2 separate regions of the Mus musculus genome follow, and region 2 is linked to region 1. A link is a contact called in public HiChIP or PLAC-seq data. All regions are on one chromosome and are shown on one strand. Each heading gives the region's core, a stretch centred on a gene start, on an enhancer-like site or on the middle of the called end of the contact. The rest is flanking DNA. Distances are from core to core; before and after follow the strand shown. Region 1 overlaps Crtam (cytotoxic and regulatory T cell molecule). Region 2 overlaps Mir100hg (Mir100 Mirlet7a-2 Mir125b-1 cluster host gene).

What was found. HiChIP or PLAC-seq counts read pairs in DNA pulled down with a chosen protein or histone mark.
Region 2: a contact with region 1 is called in an H3K4me3 HiChIP or PLAC-seq map of forebrain, with 3 times the contacts expected there. The contact joins two enhancer-like sites. A contact is called at or near these places in 4 of 39 promoter capture datasets (cranial neural crest, frontonasal cranial neural crest, hippocampal neurons and 1 more) and 4 of 115 datasets of contacts at active chromatin or transcription factors (craniofacial prominence, embryonic hindbrain, embryonic limb bud and 1 more).

What each region holds. Positions count from the first base shown.
Region 1 is chr9:40,987,061-40,993,739 of GRCm38.p6, reverse strand. Crtam (cytotoxic and regulatory T cell molecule) reads left to right here. Exons shown (of 10, transcript NM_001281954.1): 3 at 1,026-1,178; 4 at 3,452-3,595; 5 at 5,798-5,959. Among named protein-coding and RNA genes, the nearest start is that of Crtam, 14 kb to the left of the region's middle. Within about 2 kb of position 3,644, at least 27 of the 459 cell types and tissues checked have an H3K27ac peak or open chromatin away from gene starts, as enhancers often do. A contact at or near this core is called in forebrain, where this site is marked.
Region 2 is chr9:41,583,997-41,590,821 of GRCm38.p6, reverse strand. It overlaps Mir100hg (Mir100 Mirlet7a-2 Mir125b-1 cluster host gene), which reads right to left. Exons shown (of 5, transcript NR_131928.1): 5 at 803-848. Among named protein-coding and RNA genes, the nearest start is that of Mir125b-1, 5.5 kb to the right of the region's middle. Within about 2 kb of position 4,356, at least 67 of the 459 cell types and tissues checked have an H3K27ac peak or open chromatin away from gene starts, as enhancers often do. A contact at or near this core is called in forebrain, where this site is marked.

The DNA.
Region 1 (6,679 bases), core at 2,395-4,894:
TTGTCGATACTGTTTAATTGATGCAGTAGATAGAAAATAGTCAAATAGTTTGTCGCAAGCTTTACCGGCTGTTAATAGTACAGTCCGGCAGACTAAGAAGACACGAGCTGAGAAAAGTTGTAGAGAAGTGAAGTTTGAGTAGGAATCGTTCTCTCAAAAACGTTTCTTCTGTTGTTTCTCTTTGGGAGAATGAGAAGTTAGACATCTTGAGGTTTCTTCAGCAAAACCCCTTGATCCACGTGGAAGACTTGCCAGGTGAGGGTCATCACACCTCTGCCTGGCATTTGGTAGTCTCCGAGAATTGTTGAAGTTGTCACAAATCTGGAGTGGGGTGCCTGCCGGCTCTGGGATCTGGAAGGTAGTCACCAAGCATGCACTAAGCATCTGCCTCTTGCTGAAGCCCCATAGCAAAGAACTCTTGGTTCCAGTGTCAGCCAAGATGAGGCTGCAAACCCGGAGTGCTAGCTCAAGAGGCATCAGGTCCCTAGAGACACAGGCATCCTCAGGCTTTAACCCAGCCCAGGTTTAACTCTGTTTACGCTGTGCAAATTATGCACCTTTAACAGATGAAAAGGTAAATCAACAAACTCACTGTTTCCAGAGCTTTGCCCTGGAATCTTTTACTTCATGTGAAATTCCCAGGTCAGTTGGTCAAATAAGATGAAGAGGAACCCTCCATGCTGGGTTAGTGCTGTCTGAGCTGGCTTTTTTGTACTACTGGCCAAATCCCTCGAAGGACTCTGCCAAAATCCGCAGGACTCCTCAAATAGTAACAAACATTTTTTAAAATTAAAAATTGAAGGCACTCAGCTGGTGAATTTCTCTTCTACTGCTGACATTTGTCGTTTCAAGACAAACCACAGGCACATCAGGTTTCAAAGAAGCAAATCACAGCAGGGCACTCAGGAAAGCAGTGGAACCCAGGCGTTGGGGCACATCCTTTTCATCTGGGCACTGGGAGGCAGGGGCAGGTTCTCCTGTGAGCGAGTTTTCCTCATAACAACTTCTCTTTGCCTCTTGTACAGCTTTAAAAAGCTCCAAATACCAGCTTCTTCACCATTCAGCTACACAACTCTCCATTAGTGTGTCCAATGTAACTCTCCGAGAGGAAGGTGTGTATACATGCTTGCACTACGGGAGTTCTGTGAAGACGAAGCAAGTGAGAGTGACCGTGTTAGGTATGTTCCCAGCAGGGTAACTCCCCAGGGACATGATGGACAAAATGAACCATTTTATTTATTTATCTATCTATTTATTTACTTACTTTTATTTTAAAAAGCTTATTCGAGGATTAGCATTGCCATGGGGCTCACACCCAAGTCAGAAGACAACTTGCAGGAATCCAGTCCTTCCTCCTGCCATATTTATCTTGGGGATTGAACTTAGACTCGGTAGCATGAACTTGGCTGTGTTGAGACACTTCCCCCAGCCCACTTTGAAGTTACAATGAATCGCTAATAAGATTTATTTTTAAGTATGTGTCTGTGTCTATGTGAGGATAAAGTGTAGGTGCCCAGACAAGCCGGAAGAAGCCCAAACAACCAAACAGCTCCCAGGGAGCTGTCGGGTGATTGTGATCCACCCAACATGGGTGCTACAAACCAAACACAGGTCCCAGACTCTCTCTTACCCACTGAGCCACCCCTCCCAACTCCACGAAGTACCATTTTTAAACTTGGTATTTTAATGTAAAAAGTTTTACCTGTAACAGGAGCGTCTGAGGGCATGTCTGCCATCTTTTATTGAAAGAAAATTAAAGAGACCTGAGTGCGTGCGTGTGTGTGTGTGTGTGTGTGTGTGTGTGTGTGTGAAGCTCTAGATTCAAAAGTAAATTAATACACTTGCCTGGGGCACCAACTAGGTTTTGTTTGTTTTCAGGAAACTAAACAGAAGTAATATTCGTGTTTTATAGGTTGTGATTATGTGCCAGTCACCATATGAGACTCTAGAGAATCAAAGACACAGGCATGCTCTCTGCCCTTAAGGAGTTTGCCAGCTGCTTATTTCTACCACTGGGCAACATGCCTAGCCATCCTGGTTAAGACAGCTTCTGGGCTGCTGTAACGCCGTACACGCTCCCCTATCATAACGCTAGGCACAGGATCATTTCTGCCTTTCTTGTGATGTTACTAAGGATTGAACCCAGAGCTTTGGGCATGGTGAACACATGTTCTACCCTGAGCCATCGCTCTGAGTCCCACTGCAGGCTCCTCTAACCCAGCAGTGCTCAGCATCCATCCCTAAGGCTTTAATACAGTTCCTCACATTGTGATGACCCCCAACCACTAAATTATTTTCGTTGCTACTTCATAACTGTAACTTTGCTGTTATGAAACATCGTGTGTATATCTGTGTTTTCTGACGGTCTTAGACAACTGACCTCTGAGAAAGGGTTGTTCAACCCCTAAACGGGTCGTGACCCATAGGTTGAGAACTGCCGTTCTAACTAAAAGCATAGGATCTAAACCCAAAGCCAGACTATTCCGCTCCTTGAGAGGTCTCTCTTTCCCATCTCTGTGGTGTCAACAAGTAATCCTGAGCCTGCCTAGCTCAGCCAGTTCTTCCCCTGTGTCTGCATGGATCCAGTAAATGCCCACAAGTGCGGTTCTCCATGAAAACAAAAGTAGAATTGGAAAAAGGAAGTATGCCCAGCTGAAAATGATTTCTGGGGAGGAAGTACAAAGAGAAATGGCCAGAGGGTCCTTGAGAATAGAAATGTTCTTTGGGTGTGAGGAAGGGCCTAAGATATGCACTTTGCCCTTATTTGCATAAACTTACAAAAGTTTAGAGCTGAAAAGCCAACCTTTTGTGTTACAGCCGATGTACCAAGAAGTCGGAGGATTTGTCTAAGTTTCTCCAGCTGGTGACAGAGGCGAGACTAAAAGTCAGGTCTCTCCCTAATGTGCTAGCAGCCAAACATAATGCGACATCACATCCAGACTGCTGTTCTAACAAAGTCTCTTTGGAAATTCTAAGGAACTCATCCCATATTCAGTAACACACATCCTGACTTTAGCCAACTTGGTTCTTTGAAAGAACAACACAAATGGATTCTGGGAAAAATTAAGCAAGAAATATGACCTGTAATTAAAGAATTATCTTATAGCAATCCCTAAGATTTATAGGTGATGTTCTTTTCTCAACATACACAGGCCAGGTGGACAGGAAGCTGCCTCATTCAGGAAAGTGATTATCACGCAGGCCTGACAAACTGAGTTAGGATGCCCACATTAAGGCTGGGCACAGGCATCTTTAGCTCCATCACTGATATAGGGGCATGTATGTCCCTATGGCTCATTAGCCAGCCAGCCTAGCTGGATCCATGAACTCCAGATCCAATGATAGATAGCAGGCAAAGAGTATGCCTGAAACCTATATCTGGTATCTACATGTCTGTGCACACATGCACACCTACAACTAGTTTAGCACAGAAAAATTCATTTTCTTCTAGTGACTCCTTTCCAGCCAACCGTGGAAGCTTTGGTTCTCAGAAGGCAGAATGGAGAGAAATCGGTTGTGCTGAAATGTTCCACAGAGAGAAGCAAGCCCCCGCCACAAATCACCTGGCTGCTGGGGGAAGGTCTGGAGATCTATGGTAAGTGCACAGAAAGAAGGTTCTTTGTTTCCTTTCCTTCTGTCCTCCAAGAGCTTTTTAAAGTATTATGGTGCCCTCTGGTGGCACACACTGTCTAAAGACATCATTCTATCAGTTCTGCTCCAGAGAAATTAGCATTATAATAACTAATATTTCATCTAATGTTAAAAGGCTATCTCTCAAGAGATAGCTATATCAGGGTCCTGTCAGCTAAATCTTGCTGGCATATGCAATAGTGTCTGGGTTTGGTAGTTGGATATGGGATGGATCCCCAGGTGGGGTAGTCTCTGGATGGTCCTTTCTTCCGTCTCAGCTCCAAACTTTGTCTCTGTAACTCCCTCCATGAGTATTTTGTTCCCCATTCTAAGAAGGAAAGAAGTATCCACACTTTTGTCTTCCTTCTTCTTGAGTTTCATGTGTTTTGCAAATTTTATCTTGGATAGTCTAAGTTTTTGGGTTAATATCTCTTATCAGTGAGTGCATATCATGTGTGTTCTTTTGTGATTGGGTTACCTCACTGATATAGCTGTCTCTTGAGAGGCTATGCCAGTGCCTGGCAAATACAGAAGTGGATGTTTACAGTCATCTATTGGATGGAACACAGGGCCCCTAATAAAGGAACTAGAGAAAGTACCCAAGGAGCTAAAGGGGTCTGCAACCCTATAGGAGGATCAACAATACAAACTAACCAGTATCCCCCCCGCCCCCAGAGCTGTGTCTCTAGTTGCATATGTAGCAGAGGATGGCCTAGTCAGCCATCAATAGGAATAGAAGCCCTTGGTCTTACGAAGATCATATGCCCCAGTACAGGGAAATGCCAGGGCCAGGAAGCAGGAGTGGGTAGATTGGGGAGCAGGGTGGGGAGAGGGTATAGGGGACTTTTGGGCTAGCATTTGAAATGTAAATGAAGAAAATATCTAATAATTTTTAAAAGGCTATCTCAAATCACACTTTTAAAAATTAAGATAGAAATATAAAATGAGTTATTTGTAATACTTTTTTAAAAAAACTGACAAAATTCCCTGAAGTAAGTGTAATGCTGAGCATAAACTTGGAAACAAAGTTATAAAATTAGAAACATGTGTAACATTGAATGTGTGCAAGAGGTAGTCTGCTTACCAGGTGGCGGTATCCCAAGAAACTACAATAAACTGAAGTATTTTTCATGAAAATTTTCTTAATGCTCCAATTCACCAAACAACTTAATCAACCTCCGACACACGTTGAACACTTACATTGTTATCCCTCCAGCAGCAACATCTTCTGTTACACAGCATATTCCACAGCACGTTTTCCAGCAATGCATGCATTGTATCCAATTCTGTGCTGAAGGCAGTTAGAACAAAGAACCATTGCCTGTGCCTACGAGTGGGCACGTGTGTGCCTTTATACATTTTACGGGTAAGAAGTCCTAGTTGAGGCCTAAGTCAGGAAGTGTCCGTAATTAAACACACAAAGCCTTCCTTATATATGTGACACTATTGAACACACAGAGACAGATGAAGACGTTCTGAGACGCATGCGTGGTGGGTTATACATGCAGTCCCAATGTCTGGAAGGTGGGGTGGGGCAAGAGGGTCGTGTGTTTGAGGCCAGGCTGAGCTACATCATGAGTCCCAGGCCAGTTTGAACTACTTCCTGAACCCCGCATTAAAAATGTTTTTCATACTATAAAAATAAGTATCTTTGCTGGCAACAGAAAACTAATTGTGATTTGGAGGGAAGCATTTCCACAGTGTTTGCTGCCGTTTCAGTACATGTTGCCTTTGCTAGCTGTACAAATTATCTCTGCCCTTTAATGCTCTGAGGGGCTGTGCACTGCCAAGAAGACTGGGCATGAAACAGAGTGGTAAGCAGAAAAGCCTTAAGGCTCAGATCTGTCTTCCAGTCTGGCAGAAACCTACTTCATTATGAAACTCCTTCATACATTAATGTAACCTTCATAGGCTCGTGGGGCTTTGTGTTTTGTGACAATGTTACCCTTCCTGTGCAACCACTGCAAGCTTGGATCATTCCCCCACCATAGCAAAGTGTTTGTAGAAATCTGCCCAGGCTCCTTGATCCACTGCTGCTTGTCCTTGTGGCCACGCCCAACCCACCCAAGGCAGCTGACTTGAGTGTGAGACTGCGGTTCTGCGTGCAGAATGGTCCAACAGAGTTCCATAGCCATAACCTTTCCTGTCTCTTGAAATTGCTGTGTAGGTGAACTCAACCATGAATTTGAAGCTGATGGGAAAATATGTAACACCAGCAGCATGCTCATCGCCCGCGCATACGGCAAAAACTCAACCGTGCACTGCATTATCCAGCACGAGGGCTTGCACGGGAGAAAGCTGGTTGCCCCCTTCCAGTTTGAAGATTTGGGTAAGAAGAGCAGTTATGTTTAGCTGTCTTTAGTTTAGTGCAATATTGCAATATTGTCCTAGTTTGCTTCCATGTTGCTGTGATAAGACACTGCCTGAAGGCAACTTAAAGGAGGAAAGGGTTAATTTAATCATACCTCTCTCGGGTCACCAGAGTTCCAGGGAACTCAGGGCAGGAACACGAAGGCAGGGACTGAAGAGAAGTTACAGAGGAGTGCTGCTCACTGACTTGTTCCTCATGGCTTGTACAGCCTGCTTTCTGATAGAACCAGGAACCACCTGCCAAGGGGTGGCACAACTCAACCCCTGGTTAAGCCTTCCCATGTCAGTCATCAATCAAGACAATGCCCCACAGATACCACCGAAGGCCGATCTGAAGGGAGGGATTCTCCACTTGCCGTCCCCTCTTCCCAAGTGTGTCGAAAAGACGTTAGCCATTACAGCTACATATGGACTCTAACCATGTCAGATCTCCAGGAAATATCCAAAGTGGCCCGTTAGTGTCAGCCATTGGTGGCTCCTATTTGTCTATTGTCTTTTTCCTTTGATGAGCCACACAGATAATGTTGCATGTAGCTTTTGTGTTTTTCCTCTCTTAAGCATGACAAACTACCTCTTCTTTCTCCTGCATCTGCCCCTTGCCTGTGGGGACCCAGCAGTCCCACCTTTTCCTTCCACCCGGCAATTGGCCCATGGCATCTTTACTGATAGATCAAGAACC
Region 2 (6,825 bases), core at 3,107-5,606, 600 kb before region 1:
CTTCTGCACCTTTGTCTGGCTTGACGTTGACCCCTGGCAGCAGCCATAGTATGTCACAGAGTCAAGCTCCCTGCTCAGAGTCTGGGAGCATGGTGTGGTGTTTCTGTGTGGTGGTGTGAGCATCTCTGTGGATCGCCTGTGACTGCTTTGCTGTCTTTTCCAACTGCTTTTTATTTTCTAGATCACTCTCAAGAACGAACACTGTGTTTTGATAAAAATAACTCTCTCCCCCCCCCAAAAAAAATCCAGTCTCTTCATACATTAACACATTTGGGCAAAGCTTTTTACACTCGTACAGTAACAAGCATATTCATACCAGGATCCAAATGGAAGGAGCATCAATCTGAACGAGACAGGGATACACACAAGGAAGGGCATGGTTTTGACTCATGAGTGTTCTGGGCTTCTCTGCTTCTTGCAAAGATTACTACTGGCTGCAACTGCACCATGTGGGTGGCTGCTGGGCAGGAGGGGCCTCTTCAGCTGGTCACTGGCTTTGTTTCAACTTCACAGTTGGCATGAGCGTCCGTCAGTCTGAAGCCTCTGCAGTCTTTTTCCTTTCACTGGGGAGACATTACTGAGAAAGGGGGCTATAGGACCAGCTGAAAGGAACATCAGAACAACTAGAAAGATAATAGAACATGTCACAGACAGTTATCACATTGACTGTTTAATGGAAGTGATTTGGGACACTGGAGAGACAATGCTCTTTCTAACTACAGCAGAAATGCTACCTCACTTTAACAACAAAAAGTGGCTTTCTTCCATTGTTCGCCTTGCTCAAGAATCAATGCAGCAGCAGTCTTGTGTCAGTGTGTACAAAGAAGAAAGCTTCAGGTCTACCCTCCCTGAAACAGAACACACAGGCACAGAGCAAAAGATCACAGGACACAGAGCACAGTCAAATGAGTCCTAGGAATGAAGGCAAACTAAGTTGGTTGTAGGTGCCTAACTGCTGCAATACAGGAGTGAATGGAGGCACTGGAATTAGTGGGTGTTCATTGCTTAGCCCCTTGAATATGTCTTGGTATTTTCAGTGCCGGCCATAGAGCTTGGCACATGGTACTGAAATAGAAAGTGTGAGGGAGAAAGGGAAGGAGGGAGAGAGAAAGGGAAGGGAGGGAGTAGTGATAAAGAGAAAGGAAAAAGAAAAGGGAAAGAAGGAGAGGGTATGAGGGAAAAGAAGGAGAGTGTAGGAGAAAGGGGAAAAGGGAGACAGTAATGAAGGAAGGCAGGAGTTACTGGAATATTGGGGCACCCAGGAAGGAAATTAGTCAGCTGTAAACATGTCAAAGATTTGGAGACTGGGGAATCCAGTTTGGCTTAATAAAAGAAGGGGTTTTACATTCTGAGTGGTTTGAGAAAAGGAGATGGGGTCATTTCCAGATGGCCTTGAACATGTCAGTGTCTCGTTTGGGAAGTGCACTGTGGTCAAGTGACCATTGTAGGCTCCTGAAAAGAACATGACCACAATTCAAATAAACCAAGGGGAACAAGAAACACAGAACTTATAGGCAGCAATCCAATGGAGTAAATAAACCACACCACAAGAAATCACAGGATAGCAGAAGGGCTGGGGAGAGGGTGTGGTCTAAAACAGAAAGGCAGTGTCTGGATATCTTCCAAGTTAATGTTGAAGGATGTGGCTTTATAACTGGGATCAAGAATTCACTTCTCCCTTTGGGAAGCTTTAGTTTTCTTTTCTTTTGCCCCTAGGCTGCTTTTTTTTCTGTCACCATCCCTCCCTGAAAAATAAACTCCAATCTTAGGTGCTTTCTCAACAAGATAAAGCAGATTAGTAACAAATGACCCTGGAGGTGGAATCAGATGTAACTTTGAAGGGCAACTGATGGTACCAATGGACAAATAAGTTCACAGGTTTTGGCCTTGCTCCTATTGCCCCCTATACTATGACATAGCTTCAGTAATTCTGAGAGGGGGTAAGCACTGAGACCCTACCTAGCCTGACCCACTTACTCACTTCACAGATAAGGATATTTGAGAAGAGAGCTATTAACGCTTCTCTCTTACTCTGCAGAAGTAGTTATGAATGAGATGGATTTGCAAGTGGTTTTTTAGTTAACTAAAGCCTTTGACATCGACTTCTCCTTTATACTCACACAATGGAAACGCATCAATGAGCTAGGCACGCTGAACGGGATACACCACGGCACATACTGTATTAAATACTTGGAGTATTTGAGGATGCTGACTCTCTAGAGGAGACATCTAACTGGTAGAATGACTTAGGGTAAATGCTATGCCCAGGCAATGCATTTTGTAAACAGTGATATTGGGGATGTTAAGCTTTGGCATGCATGTACGACTCATTCGTGAATAAATTAGCATGGTATTGCATTAAGAAAAGACAGTGCCTATAATACTGCTATGATTCATAAAGGTAGTGACTAATGGAAAGCCCAAGAATATGTGAGAAGATTGAAAAAAAAAAAAAAAAAGAAACAAGCTATATATGGCTTTGATGTTTTATATAGCCAACCCATGCAAAACAGGCTTTTATATGCTATGTATATTATAAACACTATTAAAAGGAATTTTAAGGAATGAATATGAAGTGGACAGTAGGAGAAAGGTCAGATTCCACATGTTTGTCGAGAGTTAAAAATTTTACAGCTTTGTTCTTTGGGTTCTATACCTACCTAATTGCAAGAGCAGTGGAGTAGCATCATCTATTCAATGCAAAGTTCTCTTGAGATCCTTTTTGTAATTTGAATGAAGAAGCAAAAACTTAGGGCCTCACATAGTCTTACTCTGTAACAATTCTCTAAGCTTGTCTCGACAAGCTCACCACCTACTGCATACATGGCAAATGGCAAGTAGCAGGCTGACCAGCCAACTCACTGTGATCTGCCTGGGCTTTTTCTTAATAGGTAGATCTTGGGGGGGGGGGGCAGCTCGCTGGAGGGGGCTCCCCAGTGGAGCCATCAGTAGATCTCTGGAATCGTGTTGAGGCCCCAAAAGGGAACTGAAGTTAGTGGATAAGAGTCTCAGTTACTCATCTCGTGACATGCAAAATGGAGGGGAAAAACAGAAAATTGTTTATTATTGTTAATGGTTTGATTGCTTTTATTAGATTAAAAATCATCATCTCTGGCAAATGCCATGTCTCTGATTCCAACAAAGGAAATGGATTCCTTATGTGTAATATGTACTTTTCTGTTGTTCTCTGTGCTTCCGAGTTATCCACAGCCAGGATGAAGACCAAACTCACAAAGAACTGCAAATATTTTGCAAAGAATTCAAATTTTCTCCAGTGAGGAGCCTTTGAAAGATCAAGAGTTTGCAACATCTAGGTTTTCCACTTTCATTCTCATGGAAGCACACATGAAGCAAAGTCCTTTTATTCTTGTATTAATTAACAAGGAATTAAAAAAAAAACCCTAAGCTGACTTACAAAGCACTCTCCTCCCAAGCAATTCCAAGCATGAGACATGCCCGAGGATGGGGGGTGATGGGGACACACTCAAGTAGGCTACAGATAAAGCAAAGCACAGCTATATGCACATTAGTATAATTACAGATTGCAAATTATGCCGGATGTATCTAATATCTAATTTTTTGAAAGCTGACTCCACTTGAGACTTCAATAACAGCGTCAACATTTTGCAGGTGGCTTCTCTGTACAGTATCCAATGGGAATTATTCTTCCAATGCTTATAGCCCTCAAGTTAAACCTGGAGCTCCCCCTTAAAGGACCAATGGACACTGAAAACTGAGAATAGCACCTAGACAAAGGAAATGGAGTAGGGGGAGACCCTGGAAGACACTGAGTACAGTTGCTTATTTCTGTGACGATGATACTTACTTGGTTCAAGCAATAAGGAACTTGAACATCCGTCATTAGAAAATGTAGGAGAGGCTACATGCATGTTGAGGAAGCCAACTGAAAGGTTAAGGGTTGGGCATTTCTTAGATCTATGGATAAAAGGGGAAATGAGCATCAAGGTGGCACGCTCTACCTTTGACTCCAAACATTAAGCCTTATGTTAAATCCAACTCATCTAAGACATACAGTTTGTTCGTCTAAAAAAGATCCGCATTCGGCTTTGAGAAACTGGCTTTTGTCCTCGAGCCCTGCATGAATCAATCACCAACCAACTAAAATATATTTGAGATCTCAGAGAAGGAAGAGTACTCTCCAAGTTGATTGGATCCATCTTCTTGATTCCTCCTTAAAGATCTTTCTGCTAATGAGTCAGGGTTGCTGTGGCATTATTTAATTATCCGCACTTCTGTACGATGAAATATGTTGTCGTAGCGCACACTTCACAGTGCAGTGACTGCTCACATGTAATGCTGCCTCCACAGTTAGTACATTCCTTTGTTCTGCTCATAAGTGGTTTCAGAAAAAAGGGGTGGGCCCGGAAGGAGGAGCCTTTGGGGTTTGTAAAATAAAAATCATACATTCCTGGTGCATGTGCAGAATTCGATGCATTTACATGAATTCTGCTTTTGAAATTAAGTTGTGGCTCCACTTGGAATAAGCCAAGGCACATGTCGGGTGACTTCAAATGCAGCCATGAGGCTCTGAGTGGACCTTGAACATCTCTCTAGTGAATACTCACTGTAATGTAATGGGGGACAGAATGACTTGATTTTTTTTTTTAAAATCAGCAAGGAATGTCTTTAACAAGGAAGAAGTAAATTATGATAATTACTCTGAATGGTCGGATCCTTGAGCATTACTAATTAGCATTTATTGCCTGGATTATGGAACAATACAAGTGAAACCAAACTGCAGTTGCTCTTTTACCTTGAAGACTTGAAAAGGCAATGGAGAAAGATCTCTGCAGCCACCTCCGTGATGCAGACTGCAGGCAGTCTACCTCCCCACAGCCTGCAGACTCCCTCCTTATAGAAACACACCCATACGGGCCTCAGCATTTCCGGCCCATTCATCTTTGTGTGTGTGTGTGTGTGTTAGGTTCATATTTGCATGGGCTATCAGGTTCAGGAGACTAATATTCAGGCAAAATATTTTGGCCATAATACCATCTGAGGATGATGTTATCAGTCGGGAGAGCTTAGCAATAAAGAGCTGAAACTCCATGCTCCATGAAAATATGGAATTCTCCCAAAGAGATATTTGACTTAAAAACAGAACAAAGAACTCAGTTCTTGGTGATTGAAATTTTATATTTCCTCACTGACCCTTAGGACTGAAGCTTAAAAGAAAATAGCTAAGAAAAATAATGGGTTTTTGGTATAAGTACCTTTATTTGTTTATCTATCTATCTATTTATTTTCCATTAGAAATCTGTGATGATATAGGTTCTGAAATTAGAAAACAAAAATTAGATGTTCATGAACAGGTTGGCAGCACTAAATAAATGCCATTGTTAAAATTTAGCAACCAAATTTTTTAAATAAGCCACCAGGTATAATATAAGGAGAGAAAGGAGGAAGAAGAAAAAAAAAAAAGACTCCCTGAGCCGTTTATCACTCTGCAATCTCTGCCGTTCTCCACATCCCATTATAACGAATGAAGAGAAAAGACTATGGTCAGCCAGAAAATGGGCCCCAAATACAGTCACTGCTCTTCCAAATACCGTCCATGGTTTCCCCACCCTGGGCCCTTTTAGCCTGAAAGAATAAGTTTGCTTAAATCTGTGAGGAGATTAAATAGACTGGTGATAGAAATTAATTCTGCCGAATGAGCAAATGCATTCGAGTTGCCCAGATGCAAATAAGATAGATAATACTTTTCTTTGCCTTTGACATGCTAGGCGGATTAGTTTAGAATGTTAAATCTGATTTTATTAGAATATATTAGCAGTGTTTTAATTAATACCAATCAAACGTTTTTCTTTCCCTGGGGCTTGATATGTTCCTAACACTTTCTAAATCATCTGTTTTCCCCTCCAGAAAAAAAAAAAAAGAAAAAAAAAACAGAAAAACCCTACAAAATCACCAAATCACCCTTTGTTACAGTCGCTCAATTCTAATCTCACTGCGTTCTGTGGGAAGCCATAAACTTTTTGTATAAAGGTGTTTTTGCCCATAAATTTCATTCCAGGTGCCAGATTTTAAAATGAGTTACTGTTTCTCTAGCATGCCTCCTTAAAGAAGAAAGGAAGAAAGAAAGAAGAAAGAAAGAAAGAAAGAAAGAAAGAAAGAAAGAAAGAAAGAAAGAAAGGAAGAAAGAAAGAAAGAAGAAAGAAAGAAAAAAGAAAGAAAGAAAGAAAGAAAAAAGAAGGTAGAAAGGAAGGAAAGAAGGAAGGAAGGAAGGAAGGAAGGAAGCGAGCAATTAGAGATTTGAAAATTAAGCATTTTCTGTATTTTTCTTTGAGGGGCAAGATATTGCAAAACGGGTTTCAGCTGGTTCCTCTTGTTATCAGTGGGCTTGCTTAAGCTGTTAAATTTCAACTGCATTGATTTTGAACAGACCAAAAAAAAAAAAAAAAAAAAGCAAGACTTTTTAAAAAGGAGGTGGTTTTGTGTGTGTGTCTGTGTCTGTGTGTTTCAGCTAGGTAAAAAATGGTGAGCCACTGAGCCCTGTGAACTGAATTCTAACTGTGCTCCTAGGAGGCACAGGAGAGCGTTCCACTCATTATCCCCCCCTTTCTCTCCAGCTTCCTGTCCTCCTGCGCCCTGAGCTCCAGTTCCCTGTCTCTTTTCTTCCCCCAGTGCACCCCCACTGCAGCTCCCAGCCTTATTTTTTTTTTTTATCTGCCAGGCTGGATTTGCGCTTTTAAAGATCAGTATCAATAATAGCCTGCTTGTTTCGGTTACACTCTCCCTCTAAAAAGACAGTCCCCACTAATTGATGCGTCTGGGCTAGTCTAGACTGGTAGTGATTGAACC